2 separate regions of the Ovis aries genome follow, and region 1 is linked to region 2. A link is a contact called in public Hi-C data. All regions are on one chromosome and are shown on one strand. The core of a region is the stretch at or near the end of the contact, and the rest is flanking DNA. Distances in the headings are between cores, read along the strand shown.

What was found. A called contact is a pair of places that touch in the nucleus more often than the background predicts.
Region 1: a contact with region 2 is called in a Hi-C map of liver, with 2.1 times the contacts expected there. The contact joins the enhancer-like site here to the promoter of UBASH3B in region 2. A contact is called at or near these places in 2 of 16 Hi-C or Micro-C datasets (both in liver).

The regions. Positions count from the first base shown.
Region 1 is chr15:33,123,317-33,128,552 of ARS-UI_Ramb_v3.0, forward strand. The region is part of intron 1 of UBASH3B (ubiquitin associated and SH3 domain containing B); the gene reads left to right. Among named protein-coding and RNA genes, the nearest start is that of CRTAM, 82 kb to the right of the region's middle. Within about 2 kb of position 2,880, at least 14 of the 54 cell types and tissues checked have an H3K27ac peak or open chromatin away from gene starts, as enhancers often do. A contact at or near this core is called in liver, where this site is marked.
Region 2 is chr15:33,035,736-33,041,722 of ARS-UI_Ramb_v3.0, forward strand. It overlaps UBASH3B (ubiquitin associated and SH3 domain containing B), which reads left to right and starts at 3,076. Exons shown (of 14, transcript XM_004016112.6): 1 at 3,076-3,554. The coding sequence starts at 3,394.

The sequences.
Region 1 (5,236 bases), core at 1,630-4,129, 87 kb after region 2:
GATAATAATTGTAAAAGAAACACGAGAACTGGACTAGGAAATCTAACTTAAAAACTAATTGTTCTTAGGCATGTTTGTTCTTGCTTACTTGAAAAATGCACAGTGACACATAAATTGATTTCTAGTCATCATCAAAGTAAACCCCAGTAATGTAAAGGAACTTATAAGTTACTCTTTTCACCTCCATAGTGACGAAATTTATTTTGCATTGCAAAATTAAGGAATGAAGATTGGCTTTAACTGGTATTTTAAGGACTAATGTTGTGATGTGATTCAGATTTCTGTGGGAGCTTTCCCAGAAAAAAATGCCTGTTCAAATTTACTTTCAGTTCATAGAACACTGTAATGTGTTCCGGGTACTCCTCCCCTCAACAAACCATGTTCTGGATACTCCCCCTCCCCCCAAAAACCCAGTGAATTTTAAGAATTATCAATTTGAACCTAGTACCAATATATTCATGAAGTGTTTCAAAAAGCAAAAATAAACCCAAACAAGCCACAATATGAATCAGACACAGAAATAGCACCCTTGTGTTGGTTGTAAATGAATGAAATTTGGTCTCGTGACAGAATTCCGCTGAAGGAGAACGACTCCAGATCCTGTTTGCTTCATTTCAAGCCCCTCAGTTTAAGGGCTAAGTCAGTTTATGTAGTGGTTATTCTACTTCCCGTCCCGCACGAGCTGCAAAGGAATTGAATTCTCCAGATTTACAGTCTTGGCCGGCCTCCCGGGAGGAGTGCTGACCTGTTTGGATTCTGAGATCTGGAGGTCTCTGCTTGGAGGAGCGCAGACCCTAGCAAGGAGCCCAGCTGCTCCTCTTCTCTCCCCAGAGGCTCTCATGACTTCCGGGTCCCACGAGCATGAACTTGCCGGACTTGGGTGGCCAGGCTGCTCCGGAGCCTCTCCCAGAGTGAGCAGCCCAGTTCTCCTCCCGTGACTTCTGCTTCCTGCACCCTTTTGCTGACCAGTGTAGCCATCCTCGAGCAGTTCTTGGTGTGTCACCCAGCCCAGGCAGGCCGGCTCCCAGATGACGCCCCTCCTCCTGCCAGCTCTCTCCTGGAGCCCGGGCCGCATCCACTACCAACACAAGCTGGAGTTTAGCCTCTCAGGTCTGAAGGTGGAGAATAACTCTGAGGACCCCCTCCACACCCCCAACGAAACAGCACAAGGATAGCAGACAGCGGACTTGAGTACCATTCAAGGTCATCTCAGGTATCCATCCGCTTTCTCACTTGTCAATCAGCAAGACTCCATTGGTCAGAGTCTCTGACCTCAGGGAGTGTAAAGTCCTGGAAAGGTCAGGAGAGGCTTTTAAGGAAAGGGTGGGACTTGGAGAAAGAGTGATTTGGACCATGCTCCAGACAGGAGGGGCAATGCAAGCCAAGGGGAAGACCAGGACATTCTTCCAGTGCAGGCGTCTCTCATTTTGGTCCCAGAGAGCTCCAGGAAAGGAAATTGCAGGGCTTCCCCTGAGCCTGACCCATCCTTTTCCTGTGACCTCTGTTGTCCTGTTTTATAAGTCCCGGCTGTTAAATATATGAAACCTACAAGGCAGGGAACGTGACAGTGGCGGGCGCGGTCTGACAGAAGTGCTAGCCTGGCGGAAAAAGCCCGGGCTCGTTTTTCGTCCCCTCTTGTCTCTTTCCAGCCACACACATGCTGTCATCACTCGATCCAAGTCTCTTAGGCTGGTTCGGGAGGACAACCTGCCGCCAGCAGCCCCCCTCTACCTACCCTCCAGAGCATCCTTTGGCAGGAATACAGCACAAAGGGCTGTGTGTGTGCCCTCCCTCTCAGCTACAGAGCAGTGAGGCCAATTTCCTTTGCAAGGTCACTGCTGAAGGAAAAAAGGGTTTTAATAAACACTTCTCTCAGAGAGAGAGAAAGCAAAGTTCCAGAAATGTCATCTCGCCAGCCGCTTCCCCTCCATCTTGCTCTGTGAGTTGTGGAAATCAGTCCCAACTGCCCTGGACGATTGAAGTTTATATGTGGACCTACCCCAGCTCCTGGCGCCAGGCCAGCTAGTCTGTTTCTGGGCCTGTGGTTTGGTGTGTGAGAAAGAGGGGAACAGGGACGGGGCCAAAGGTGGGGAGTGAAGTCCACCGGCCTGTGACAGAGCTTCAGCCCTCTCCCTCCTCCGTCTCAGACACACCTGCACTCAGCTCCACGGTGGCAGGTGGAGTGCTGACATTCCTGAGGACGGTGCCTTGAGGTCGGAAGGCACCTCCTGGGACAAGTGACTAATCTCTTTGCCCTCAGTTTCCTCATCTGTAAAATGGGTATAGTATTTGCCACATCATGGAGCTGTCTTGATTGAAGGAGATGCTGGTTATGAAAAACTGTAGAGACTTACCTGGTGGTCCAGTGGTTAAGATTCCATGCTCCCACTGCAAAGAGCATGGGTTTGATCCCTGGTCAGGGAAGTAAGATCCTGCAAGCACATAAAGAAAAGAAAAGAAAATACACGGTGTTGCAAGGATTTCATTTTAGAAAACAGGTCCCTGGTCTGTTTCATCTTGGAGTGCAGGTGCAGGAAAGGCAGGAAACTAAATCTTTCCCTGGTATAAAGGAGCATGGCTGAGTAGGTAGCAGAGGACCTAAATGGTGAGGTAGAACAGCTCTTAGGGGTTAGTCCTGGGAGAGGGGGTTTCCAAAAAAGAGAGGGCTCTATGTCTGCAGACAAGAAGGCAGAGGGCATTCCCTTCTTCCTCAGAGAAAACCCCTCACTCGGGGAGAGGTGCGATTTGATCTGGGTGACTGCCCTGGCCAGCGGAATGGTCCAGCTGCTGCGCCCTGGAGAGGTGGGCCCAGGCTCCACCCCACTGCTTGGCCTGAGCCTTGTGGCTGTGAAGGGGATGGGCACCCGTGAGGCTTCCCTTTTGAATCCAGCCTGTGCACGTGGGCCCCTCACAGAGCACTTGCCTCAGCCACACCACCCCTCCCCGCTCAGGCTTCCTGTTTTGAAACTACCAATAGATGGAAAATGTGAGTGCTGTCACTTTAACGGCTCAGGCTGTGTGTGTGTGTGTGTGTGTGTGTGTGTGTGTGTGTGTGTGTGCATGCTGTGTGAATGTGTGAACCAAGTGTGAGTGGGGGCAAGTGTGTGAGTGTCAGCATGCGTTAGTTGTGATTCTGTGTGCATTTTGTGTGAGCACATGTGTAAGAGTGTGATTGTGTGAGCCTGAAGTTGTGAGTGTGAGCATGTGTGCTTGTGTGTGTGTGTGAGAGAGAAGGAGAGAGCGTGCTCATGTGTGTGCCGCATGGCCTGGGAAAGGCAGCTGAGGCCCAGAGCTTGCCCTTGCCAGGACACCCATGGGAAGAGGCCTGCCAGGAGCTGTACCCTCCCTGCACACCTGTCTGCCCAGCAACACGAGAGAGGAGCATGTAAAGTTAGTGTCTGCAAGAGTTCTGGGGAAGGTGGCTGAGGCCCTTCCTGTTAACTCTCTAAAGCTCATCTCTCAGCTTGTAGAAAGATCTTTTGTTCCTCAAGCTTTAAAACAGAAATAATTTCTTGTCAATCCAAAAAATGGCTTCCTAAGGAACTAGTTCATGTAATCTACCTCACTTAAAAGGCAGGCAGTGTGTCCAGTCCGTGCCTTTATCCCCAGGCCTATTATAGTTCTGGCAGGTAGCAGAGTCCAGTGGATTCATTATGCAGATACTTGTGGGGTGTTTACTGTATACCATGGGTTGCTCAAGGCTCTTGGGATTCAGCACAGATCATAACCAAATGTCTGATCTCAGGTAGCTGAGGGAAGACAATTGCAGTTCCACATAAAAAATATGGCAGGTGCTGTTAGTGTTGGATGGAAGAATGGATTCATTTTAAAGCTCTTGGCTTTTGCTGGATTCTGCAGTGTGAAGGTCATAATCAATATGCTTTTCTTCATTTACTAAGATAATAAAAATTACCCGTGATATTTTGAGAAAAGATGAATAGACAGATTTCTCTTCCCTTCTATGCCCCTCCCTCACCCCACTGTTGGCCTTCCTAAAGCTTCCCTCCTTCCCTACATCACACCTGCTGTTGCTTCTGTCTTCTTGTCTGGATGGCAAAAATCCACTCACCCATCAAGACTCAGTTCAGATCCTGCCCACTCTATCAGCAGAGTTAATTTCTCCCTCTTGGTGACCTTTATTTTTTTTTATTTATTTTTAATTGAAGGATAATTGCTTTACGATATTGCTTTGATTTCTGCCATACATCACTAGGAATTAGCCACAGGTATACATATGTCCCCTCCCTCTTGAACCTCCCTCCCACCGCCCACCCTTTCCCACACCTCTAGGTTGTTACAGAGCCCTGGTCTGAGGTCACTGAGTCTTGCAGCAAATTTCCATTGGCTCTCTAGTTTACATATTATAGTGCATATGCTTGCACGCTACTCTCATTGGTCTCACCTTTTGCTTCCTGCCCCCTGCCCATAAGTCTGTTCTCTATGTCTGCATCTCCATTGCTGCCCTGCAGATCAGCTCATCAGTACTGTCTTTCTAGATTCCACATATGTATTGGAATATAAATAACTTTCATATTTATTTTAAATATTTATATGGAATATAAATAATATATAAAAATAAATATAAACTATAAACATAAATATATGATATTTGTTTTCTCTTTCTGACTTACTTCACTCTGTGTAATAGCTCTAGGGTCATTAGAGGTGACTCAAATGCATTGCTTTTTATGGTTGAGTAGTATTCCATTGTATATATGTACCACAGCTTCTTTACCTGTTGATGGACGACATCTGGGTTGCTTCCATGTCCTAGCTATTGTAAATAGTGCTACAGTGAACATTGGGGTATATGAATCTTTATCACTTTTGGTGTCCTCATATTTGTATGCCTAGAAATGGTATTCCTGGGTCATATGGTAGATTTATTCCTGGTTCTTTAAGGAATGTCCATACTGTCTTCCATAGTGACTGTATCAATTTACATTCCCAGCAACAATGTAAGAGGGTTCTCTTTTCTCCACACCCTCTCTAGCACTTGTGTTTTTTTGTGGATTTTTTTGATGATGGCCATTCTGGTTGGTGTGAAGTGATACCTCATTGTAGTTTTGATTTACATTTCTGTAATGAGCAATGTTGAGCATTTTTTCCCATGTTCATTAGTCATCTGTATGTCTTCTTTGGAGAAATGTCTGTTTAAAAACCCACGTTTTGATTGAGTTGTTTGTTTTACTGGTATTGAGCTACACGAGCTGCTTGTATATTTTTTAAATCAGTC
Region 2 (5,987 bases), core at 1,826-4,325:
CTTGGCGCCTTGCAATAAACGCTATACACTAAGTCCCCTACCTATGAACCTCCAAGTTGAGAACTTTCAAAGATGCGAATGTATGTACATTCACAAGTCCAATCATGTGAGTTAGTTCATGTGTCTGGCGTACATGGTCCCGTGTGCGTATCCTTTATAAGTGGTTGTGCTTTTGTGTACTTTACCATACGGTACTGTATAGACTACATACCCTAGTACAGCATATTTCAAACCCAGGATGTCCAGAAGCAAGAATAAGAGCAGCAAGGATGTAGCTGGTGCTGCTAAGAAGCGCCAACTGTTGTACTACTGTACTTTTCAAGGTAGTGAACTGTAAGATTAAAATTATTTTACTTTTGGTGTTTGTTTTTATGTATTATTCGTATGAGAAATATTATAACCCTATTACACAGTATAGTACTACATAGCCAATTGTATTAGTTGGGTACCTAGGCTAACCTTATTGCCTTATGAACAAATTGGACTCACTCTTGGGACAGAACTCATTCGTATGTCGGGGACTTATTATACTTTCCTTTACCACAACCCAGTGTCAGTAGAATGGCTTGGCTACACGTTTAGTGAGTCAACTCAAATTCAGCTTGGTAACAGGAATCAAAAAGGTTATTATTTGAACATATTATTTTACTGGTTGGCATCTCTTCATCATTATCATAATGGCAGTAAGTGGTTGTATGGACAAAATTTTAAGAGTTCAAATCACTGGGCATGCGATCTTGGACAAGATTCTTGCTCTCTGTCTGCTTCAACGTCTTCATTTTGTAAAGTGGCCAATGATAATATGGTGGTACCTACTTTATTGTCTTATCAAGGGATTAATAAATTATTTGTGTAAGAAGCTAAGAACAGCATCAATGTGTAGTGAATTTTCAGTAAATTTCAGTTATTTATGTAGTATCGATACTTACGGTTTATAAACTGCTTCCACAAGACAGTATCGCTTGACTAGGTTTCGGATCATTTATCTCTCAAGCCAAGGTTTTGGAAGAAGTTCAGAATATCAGGTAAGATCCAGTGCCCTTTACCAAACGCATCCCAAGGAAGCTAGTCACTAGATATAGTTTCCCCAGCCCAGTTTTGTCTCTTTGATCTGTGCCCAGGAGAGGCCCTCTACATGGCTTCGGGACACTTCTGCTTAGGCAGAAGCCCCCACCCAGGAAGTATGAACTTTTTCCTCATCCCTTACACAATAGCAGATAGAACTATGCACCTTGTTGCTTAAGCCCCAGTAGTCCTTATCTTCCCACTTCCAAACACTGCTGGATATTTTTTAGAAAACTATATTCTGGGCTAAAGAGAATTAAGCTGTGTCATGTCCCCTGGTAAAACCCTTAGATGCTTTAGAAAGCAATATCAAAAAGCTGCTCCTTGAGAGCTGGTCATCAGCCCTCCCCCGACGCTCCAGGCAGGGGAAGGAACTAACATTTTTGGAGAGCCCAGCCCTGTGTAAGGCTAGTTACTATGATGCATACAGATAAGGACTTGGGGCTGTAGAGGGCAAAAACAACTTGTCCAAGGCACCAAAAGCTCTGGCTCTGACATGTCATCTGTACCATCTTCCTCAACCTCTCTGGGCTGTTTTCTTGTATGTAAACTGGGATAATAATTATACACACACCATAGGGTCATAAAAATTAAATGAATTAATTCATTTATCATCCTGAACATAGTGATTGACACATACAAGAGCCTAATAAACAAATGTTAGGTGGTAATATAATCATTACCTGAAAAAGAGCAGCTATCACTGACTCGATGAGTTTGGACATGAGTTTGGGTGAACTCCGGGAGTTGGTGATATTAGGGAGGCCTGGCGTGCTGCAATTCATGGGGTCACAAAGAGTTGAACACGACTGAGAGACTGGACTGAACTGAACTGAGGGTTACTCTGTGCCTTTTCCATTACACTGAGCAGGGTCCCCCTAGCTAACTGAGGACCATAAATGTGTCTCTGAATGAAACAGCTTTAATATCCCCAAGCCAAGTTCATGGGGGCTGGTCATCAGCTCTCCCCACAGCTCCACAACTTGAGAGCTGGTCATCAGCCTTCCCCCCAAGCTTTAATATCTCTAAGACCAGCTCTCGTGACGGCTGATGACCAGCTCACAAGTTGTGGCGCTGTGGGGAAAGAGGGGTGGCTAGGACTTCCACCTTCTTTGAGGTAGGAGTAGTTTGGGCAAACCTATGATGCAACTTACTTGTCACCACTGAGCAGTGATGAAGCGGTCTGTCTTAGAATGCTTTTACTGACAGGGTGCTCATTCGCTATTGAAAATCAACCCATTCGGTGCCGAACACCTCTTACAATTACAAAGTGTTCTTTCTCAGTTCCTGCTCCCCCACCCTCCTTCACATCCCACTTCCTTCCTCGCCTCCTTCTTCCTCCTTTCATCTTCCCCTTCCTCTTCTGTCTGCAGTTTTATCCCTCCCTTGTAGCTCAAATTGTTAAGAATCTGCCTGCAACGCGGGAGACCTTGGTTCGATCCCTGGGTTGGGAAAATAGCCTGGAAAAGGAAATGGCAACCCACTTCTGTATTCTTGCCTGGGAAATCCCATGGTCCATCATGGAGAACACAAAAGGTCTTCAGCGTGATTCCTTGGCCAGCTGATGGGAACTTGGTCTCCAGCTGCTATTAACAATTCTCTGGGTCTTGCACCGTCTCTAGGAAGCAAAACCTTTTATCTGGATGCTATGACTTGGCCTTCTGGTCCATTCATGTCGTCCATCAGTTTGCCCAATTTCCACTAATAACCCCATCCAGAACCACAGGAAACTTGAAATGGGTTGATCTGGCGTCTTGAGGCCCCACTGGCTCCGGATGGAAGCCATGGAGAAGCTAGAGCGCTGGAAGTGACTCCCCTGAACCAGTGTACACAGGCAGTGCTGGTTCCAATTCTCTGCCCAGAAGCACCTGGACTTTTACAGCCTGCGCCCAGCCGGGAGCAGTCACGGGCCGCGCTGCCGCTTTAAGAGAGGGGCGGGGCCCGGGTACAGGCGAGGCAGAGCCGGCCCACAAAGCTCCTTTTCCTTTTTGATCCATTCAAAAATTACTCATTGCAAATTCCCGGACTGCTGGGAGCGCAGAAGGAAGGGGGCGGAGGAGAGAGGGCTGCTGCGGGCGCCGAGCAGGGGGCACCCGGGGCCCGAGTGGCGGCCGGCCGGCCGGGCAGAAAGCGGCTCGCAGTTTTGGCTCCGGTGGCCTCACCAGGAAGCGTCAGTCTCGACACCAGGGAACCTCCGAGCGCCGCCTGCGCCTCCGCCTGCGCCCGGCTCCGGATCCCCAAGCCCCCCTCCCCTGCCCCGGGCCGGCCCTCCGCCCTCCAGGGCCCTCCGGCTCGGGTGCCTTCCCGGGAGATGGCTGGCCGCTGAGCATGGCTCAGTACGGCCACCCCAGCCCGCTCGGCATGGCTGCGAGAGAGGAGCTGTACAGCAAAGTCACCCCGCGGAGGAACCGCCAGCAGCGCCCCGGGACCATCAAGCATGGATCGGCGCTGGACGTGCTGCTGTCCATGGGGTTCCCCAGAGCCCGCGCGTAAGTGGCCGAGCTCGCTGCCCCGGCGACCCCTCCCGCCCCACGCGGCCAGCCCTCGGCTTCGCTCCGGCTCGCCTCCCTTGCCCGGCGGGAGGCGCGCTCCCCGCTGCCCACGACCTGTTGGGGGCAGGCTGGGCGCGCGGGCGGCCCGGGACTCGGCTCCTCCGGGAGGAGGGTGCAGGGGAGGGCGATGCGCCCGAGCGCTGGGCCAGGGGCTAGCTGGGCATGCCTACGATGAGGCGTGTCCCAGGGCGCGGGATGCCTACGGGCAAGGGCACCGGGTTCGAGTCCCCGGGACTGTGGCAGGCGCCAGGCCTCCGCGGGTGTTGCTAAGCCGTTCTCTCCCCGGGCTCCCTGAGGTCTCTAGCGCCGAGTCCCCGGGGGAGGCGGGGCCCCACAGAGGCTTCGGGCACCCTCTGGATCCCGAACGCCGGCCTGGCTGGAGGATCCACTGCTGACCGGGAGAGGGCAGGGACGGACGGCGGGGCCGGGAACCCGGCGCTCCCACCACTGCGGCTTTCGGCTCCGGATGTCGTTCTGGGTTCTGTCTTCCTCCAGAGTAGGAGCAGCGGGAGCGTAGCGGTTGCTGCGTGTTCATTGATGGGGAGGTTGGAATGAGAAGGGGAAGCAGTGCCCCCAGGGGACCTGGGTTCTCGTCAGTGGTGACGGCAGCGCAGGAGTCTGTGGGTGCCTGAGAGTAAGGGGGGGTGGGTGCGTCCTCTCTCATCCCTTTTCCTCCTGGAGGGTGGGGTAGGGCAGAGCTGAGAGCGCGCAGGTGGCGAGCCCGGCAGCCTGCTGGTAAGAGGCCTGGTCGCCAGGGCAAGGTTGGCAGTGGCCCTAGGAGACTTCGGAGGCTGGCCACCCAAGTCTGGACCTCTGACTGGGAGGAAGCCAAGGTCGGGTGGTCAGGTCCTTCTTCCCCCTTTATTCCTCGCATGCAGATTTCTTAGGCCGGGACGCAAGGCCTGGGATCCTTGCTTCTTTGAATGACATCACCTGCACAGGGAGTTAGGCAAACTTTATCAGAAAGGGCCAACTTGATTAAAGTGTGGGTTTTTTTTCCTTCCTTTTTTTTTTTTTTTTTTTAACATGATAGCTCTAGGTTTCCCTTACTTGGCCTCTGGGCAAACCTTTATTCTTACTGACTTGACTATAATCTCTTATCAAAGCTTATTCCTGATTTTATCATTCCACCTAACCTGCTGGGACAGGTTGGTGTACCCTATGGTTGGAAGGCCATAAAATGGACTTACAGTTCTGCCTCACACTGAGTTCCAATCACTGGGGCTCCATTTCCTGATGCCAGAGTTACAGGGAGGAGATGCTCTGAGCTTTGCAGGGGTGTGCCAGGCTTGGAAACTGCAAGTCAGGTCCTGCTGTGTGATGGATGTGCATAGCTGTCCTTAAGAAGGGGAGATAGGGGTTGGAAATCTGTGGGTCGAAGCTGCAGAATTAGAACAGCCCCCAGCATTTGCCTTTTCTAAAATGAGGCCAGCATTCAGGACCTAAATTGCTTAATTAAGGGAAGAAATACTTAACTGAATTCTTCAGACTGTCACATTCGCTCTCCGAAGTGTTTAAATAGGACATATTCCTTCCTGCACTGATGGGTCTTTCCTACATAGATGAGTCCAAGAGGCCTCATCTACATCCTGATGGATTAGGATGATGGTTTAATTTTGGCTTGTTCAATCCTTGAGATCTCGTACAACTAGCATTTATTTGTTGTTGGTGGTGTTTAGTCGCTAAGTTATTTCTGACTATTGTCGCCCCCATGGATTGTAGCCCTCCAGGCTCTTCTGTCCGTGGGATTTCCCAGGCAAGGCTACTGGAGTGGGTTGCCATGCCCTCCTCCAGGGGATCCTCCTTCATCCAGGGGTTGAACCTGCATCTGTGTCTCCTGCATCGGCAGTCGGATTTGTTACTGCCAAGCCACCTGAGAAGGCAACTAGTCTTTACTTTGTGGTGTTCTAATCATTTCATGTTTATTATCCGTTTTATCCTCTCAGCAGCCCAGTGAGAAGGGTTATGTGGCCCTTTTATGAACTGGGAAAGCTGTTTTTTAGAGAGGTCACATAACTTGCTTAGGCTCACCACCATGAACAGTGAATCTGGGATTCATGCTCAGAGCAGGCATGTGTCTGCTCATCCCAGGCCTCAGAGCCAGGACCAGGATGTAGTGAATTTAAGTGGATAAAGTACTTAGAGTGGTGATGTCTGGTACGTAGTGAGTGATCTTTAAGTGCTCCCTCGTAGCTCAGTCGGTAAAGAGTCTGACTGCAACACAGGAGACCTGAGTTCCATCCCTGGGTTGGGAAGATCCCCTGTAGAAGGAAATGGCAGCTGAATGCGGTATTCTGGCCTGCAGAATTCCATGGACAGAGGAGCCTGGCAGGCTACTGTCTATGGGGTCTCAAGAGTGGGACACAACTG